Regions from separate parts of the Sus scrofa genome. Here region 1 is linked to region 2. A link is a contact called in public Hi-C data. All regions are on one chromosome and are shown on one strand. The core of a region is the stretch at or near the end of the contact, and the rest is flanking DNA. Distances in the headings are between cores, read along the strand shown. Region 1 has its middle 83 kb from the start of PTDSS1. Region 2 has its middle 53 kb from the start of SDC2.

What was found. Hi-C and Micro-C count contacts between places; a contact is called where the count stands out from the background.
Region 1: a Hi-C map of liver shows a contact between it and region 2, with 9 times the contacts expected there. The contact joins two enhancer-like sites. A contact is called at or near these places in 2 of 47 Hi-C or Micro-C datasets (liver and skeletal muscle) and 1 of 2 datasets of contacts at active chromatin or transcription factors (alveolar macrophages).

The regions. Positions count from the first base shown.
Region 1 is chr4:40,291,384-40,294,083 of Sscrofa11.1, forward strand. No RefSeq gene overlaps it. Among named protein-coding and RNA genes, the nearest start is that of PTDSS1, 83 kb to the right of the region's middle. Within about 2 kb of position 1,383, at least 22 of the 83 cell types and tissues checked have an H3K27ac peak or open chromatin away from gene starts, as enhancers often do. A contact at or near this core is called in alveolar macrophages and liver, where this site is marked.
Region 2 is chr4:40,181,375-40,184,266 of Sscrofa11.1, forward strand. No RefSeq gene overlaps it. Among named protein-coding and RNA genes, the nearest start is that of SDC2, 53 kb to the left of the region's middle. Within about 2 kb of position 1,422, at least 4 of the 83 cell types and tissues checked have an H3K27ac peak or open chromatin away from gene starts, as enhancers often do. A contact at or near this core is called in alveolar macrophages and liver, where this site is marked.

The sequences.
Region 1 (2,700 bases), core at 133-2,632, 110 kb after region 2:
CCAGCGGCCCCTTCCTGCCTCGGCAGAGCGTGGAGCTCCTTCCGCCCCGCATGTGAAATCTAAGCCGGGAGCCGACCCGCAGCTGGAATGAACATTCAAACCCAGCGGTCATTGTGTCTTGAGGATGACTTTGCGGCTGTCTTCACCGCTTGCAGCCGCGCTGAGAAGTCTGTTCCCACCGAGTGAGCAGACTTTGACTCGTAAGAGGGACAGGAAGAGAATTTCAAAAAATCTTACCGGAAAACCACCTCTGAGAAAGTCAAAACGGGGTTTGGGGCGGGGGAGGAGGGGGGTAAGGCTGACCACACCAGGGGCTGGTCTAGAGCTGGGCCACCAGATCAGCAGGCAGAGAACGGTCACCTCCAGTCCCATCCCTCTTTGTGAAGAGTGTGGCATTTCAGTCTTTGGCCAGTGAGTCATCAGAAAATGTTATTTCTCATTTTAGAAAAATACCTAGGAGTTCCCGTCGTGGTGCAGTGGTTAACGAATCCGACTTGGAACCATGAGGTTGAGGGTTCGGTCCCTGGCCTCTCAGTGGGTTAAGGATTCGGCGTTGCCGTGAGCTGTGGTGTAGGTCACAGACGTGGCTCGGGTCTGGTGTTGCTGTGGCTCTGGCGTCAGGAGGTAACTACAGCTCCAATTGGACCCCTAGCCTGGGAACCTCCATATGCCGCGGGAAGCGGCCCTAGAAAAAGCAAAAAAAAAAAAAAAAAAAAAAAAAGAAAGAAAGAAAAATACCTGATCTCAGTGGGACATTTCACTGTTATCTGTTCTCCCTAAAAATATGGTGGTGGCAGTGGGGGAACCCAGACCCTTAGAAATTAAAGCCATATGGATACCATATTTAAAAAAAAGAACGCAAAACACAACAACGCAGGCCATTACATGATTGCTGACCGTAGGAATTCAGTATTTATAATTTACATTCTTTCCCATACTTTGCAGTCCTTTTCAGAAGTGAAGAGCAGAGGTTTACGGCCTCGCCAGATCGTAAATCAGATTCCTGAGGGCTGAGGGAGCTGCTACAGGCAGGGGGCATCGCCTTCCGACAGTTTGCAGAAGGCAAGGAAACGTCAGGAAAAGAACCCAAACAGACAGAGGGGGGGCTCTGCTTCAAGGAAGCTCGAGACACCCGTTAGTCCCGCCACCAAGCACGGAAGCAGCAGAAAACGCAGGGAAGATCAACATCTGCAGTCGCTGCGGGCACCACCGCTAAGTGCGCACCAGGGGGAGGGGAGCCCCCCGGGGCTCCTTACCCTCCATCAGCAGAGGCTGCCTGAGAGCCAGGCGGGGGGGTGGAAATAGGTGGAGGCTCGGGTCCAGGAACCCGGCAGAAGACGTGTGCGCAAGAATTAAATCAAGGAGCCTGGGGTGGGAGGAAGAGCATCAGGGTTGATCTGACGCCCCCTAGTGGCCATGTGCTCTTGGGCGAAGTACTCGAGCCTCAGAGCCAGGGAAACGTGGAAAACAGGCAAACTCACAGGATTGAAGAATACACATACATTTGGGGCTGGATGCAAAGGGGAGCGGGGGAGGGGGTCTTAAGCGACGCCCCTTATCTAGAATTGGAAGTGCTGTTCTGGCACCTGGCTCCCTAGCAAACCCAGCTGAGTGGTATCCAGGAAGATTCAGGGGAGGGAGGGTGTCTCAAGACACACCACCTCTCCAAGAGGTCTTTTGAAGCACCCCAGTCGCCCGAATGCCTTTGTCTGGAAGATCTGTCGGCAGGGGCCCTGGTGAACTCATCCGCCTACTCCTGGCCTGGCTTTCATTCCCTCTGAGAGAAGGCAGAGGATTTTAAACATTTTGAAACGTGGGGATCTTGGCGTGCCTTTCCCAGGTTGCACCCGTAAAATACCTAATCAGCCCATGATGTGTGCAGATGGACTGACGGATGAGTCAGGCGAGTGGGAACAGTAAGGTTTACAGTCCAGATTTTCCAGCATGGATGGTTACATAAACCATGCCTGCAATTTGATGCTGTAATTAAGGCTATTGTGTGTATACTTCAGACATGTGAATGCAATATTTTAGGTTTTGGGTCTCTGATTTACCTTCTTTTACTTTTAAAGGCAAACAAATCTTATTTCCCATGGTTGTAAAGTCCACATGAGTCCCCTTTACTCAGCGTCCAGAAAAGGGACAGACACACCCTACACAGGAAGACTGGTGTCTGAGGAGCTGAGGAGATTTGTGGGGGTCAGGAGGTCAGGCATATGGGGAATACCTTCTGCCATTAGCACCCACAATTTGCAGACCCTTGGCAATGATGTTTTCAGAGTATTCCAATAACAAACAAACAAAACTAACTCCCAGGGCAAAGAGGTCCAAGCACGAGCCCAGAATGGCCAAGGAGCTTGGGGGTCCGGTTGCATCAGTCGTGATAGCAAAACTCTCAGACCAATTCTATTTTCTTTTTTCCCCCCTTCTTCTTCTTCTTCTTCTTCTTTTTAGGGCTGCACCTGCGGTATATGGAGGTTCCCAGGCTAGGGGTCTAATCAGAGCTACTAGCTGCCAGCCTACACCACAGCCACAGCAACACAGGATTCAAGCTGCGTCTGTGACCTATACCACAGCTCAGGGCGATGCTGGACCTTCACCCACTGAGTGAGGCCAGGGATCAAACCTGCAACCTCATGGTTCCTAATCAAATTCATCCACTGTGCCACGACGGGAACTCCCCAATTGTATTTTCTGAAA
Region 2 (2,892 bases), core at 172-2,671:
TTGAACACTTGCTATATTCCAGGCAGTGTACTGAGCACTTTTCAGACGTCATCCATTTAATCACCCACACAGCCCTTTGCTGCTTTCCCCACTGCACGTTTAAGAAAAGTAAGGCTCAGACGGATTGAGTTGCTGGAGTTTGCACAGCTAGTAATCTGCAGAGCTAGGATCCCGACTCGCATCTGATGCGATCTCAAGGTCATCGATCTCAACTTTTGCAATCTTTTCATGTTGTTCAAATCCCTGCCCTGCTAGTGTAACCTTGAACACTTGTTAAGGATCAGAGCAGAAACTTTTCCAGCCTGTTTTTCTAGTCCCACCTTTGCTACAGATCTCCCTAAAACAATGCACTTTTTCTTATTGGTGTTACATAATCATCCCATTGTTACTACTGCTGGTTAATTCACCTTGAACCCTGGCTGTACATAGCTCTAGGTACTTTCAGCACTTAAATACATTTAATCCTGACACCACTGCAAGAGGAAGGTTGTTTTTTTTTTTTTTTTTTTTTTTTTTTTTTCAATTTCTTGGGCCGTTCCTGCGGCATATGGAGGTTTCCAGGCTAGGGGTCTAATCAGAGCTGTAGCTGCCAGCCTACACCAGAGCCACAGCAACGTGGGATCTGAGCCATCTGCAAGCTACACCACAGCTCACAGCAACGCCGGATCCTTAACCCACTGAACAAGGCCAGGGATCGAACCCGCAACCTCATGGTTGCTAGTCGGATTTGTTAACCACTGAGCCACGACGGGAACTCCTGAGGAAGGTACTTTTAGTAAACCCATTTTACTAAGTGAAGAGATCGAGGCCCAGAGAAGCACCTTAAAACTTGCCCAAGGTTCCATCATTAGCGAGAGACAGCTTGGTATTTAATCCCAGGCAGTCTGGTTCCAGAGCCTATGTTCTCAGCCACTGTGCCACTCTGACGGCCAACAGTGCAGCACACGCCATGTCCCAGTCCGTGGCTGCTGATTCTTTCATTAGCAGAGGGTCTTCAAAGGCCAGGGCTGTGGACTTGATCTCTAATGAGTGTCTACACCTTAATCCTGGCCAGATGTCCTGCAAGCATCTCACAGATCTAGGCCCTTGGTTACCAAGGAGACCAGGTGAGGATGGATCAGTGCCAGTCTGCCAGCACCATGGGGAGAACTGTGCTATAGATAAAAGGTCAGAACTAGCTTCTCCGTGTCATTAAAATACCCATTAAAAGGGATGTTAGTCAGTGAATCTGGCTTATTGCTTCCCCAAGTGCTAAACCTGCTTTACCTGCACAGAATGTTGGCTCTCATATCGGTTGGATTTGTCAAAAGGGTCAAATTCCACACTGGCCATTTTATCAGAAGGGTAAATACTGTGTGTTTAGCTATTTGTTGTCCTCAGATTGAGAGAGTGTTTCTGTGAAAAGCTTTGGAGGTTTTCGGGCAGAGCCTAGTGTCACAAGGGGCTTTAGGGCTCAAAGTCCATTCCCACTGTTTTACAGATAAGAGAGGCCAGGTCGGCAGGCTCTGCTTCCACGCAGCTAACAAATGGCAGACCCAGGGCGGACCTCCCACCTGCCATGAGAGGGCCAACTGCCACTGTGAAATTATGCCTGCCCTAAACTCTTCAAGAATTTATTCGGGCTTCATTGGCAAAGTTCGGGAATCAAAACTGGCTATTTCCTCATTGGAGGAGGAAGAAGGATGTGCTTTCTGGGCAACTAGTCTCTATAGAGTCAAGCTGAAGTGAAGAATTGATCAACTTCCTGGCCGATTTGCTCATCAAGGAAGTTATTTCCTTAAATGTCCACTACACTTTATGTGAATTCTACGTAACTTTGTGTATTTCACTGTTTCCTCTAGACAGACTCATACTGAAGGTTTTTTTTATCCTTTACTTTTTTTTTTTTTTTTTTTGCTTTTTAGGGCCATACCCATGGCATATGGAGGTTCCCAGGCTAGGGGTCGAATCGGAGCTGTAGCTGCCGGCCTACACCACAGCCACAGCAACATGGGATCCGAGCTCATCTGTGACCTACACCACAGCTCACGGCAATGCCGGATTCTTAGCCCACTGAGCGAGGCCAGAGATTGAACCCACAACCTCATGGTTCCTAGTGGGATTTGTTTCCGTTGCACCACAACATGAACTATCCTTTATACTTTTCTAATAGGAATATTGTCACACCATTTAATAGATCTTATATACCAATTATCTTTCAAAAATCTTGGCATGCAAAACAAGTCTGTCATTTTAAAAATAAATTGGTAGTAAGGGGTTTCCATTTGGGATAGTGAAAAAGTTCTGGAACTGGATAATCATGATGGTTGTGCAACATCATGAATGTATTTCATGCTACTTTAAAGTGGCTAAAATGGTAAATTATGTATATTTTCCATAATAAAAAAACAAATATATACAAATATATAAATATATAAAAAACATAAATATCTATACAAACATATAATAATGAATATTATATGTATGTTTATATATGTAAAACATATAAATATATATACATATATAAAGAAACCTAATTATTGGGAATAAGAAAAAATTAGATCAGTTGAAAATGTTATATTTCATCGATTTATTCAATAACTATTTTTCGAGTACCTCCTAGGAATCAGGTGCATATGTGAAACATATTTTTTTTGTCATTTTAGGGCCTCATCTGTGGCATAGGAAGGTTCCCAGGCTAAGGGTCCAATTGGAGCTGCAGCTGCTGGCCTACACCACGGCAACACGGGATCCGAGCCGTGTCTGTGACCTACACCACAGCTCACAGCAATGCCGGATCCTTAACCCACCGAGCAAGGCCAGGGATCGAACCTGCCTCCTTGTGGATGCTAGTCAGATTCATTTCTGCTGAGCCACGATGGGAATTCCTGAAACATTTTTGAAAGTACTTGC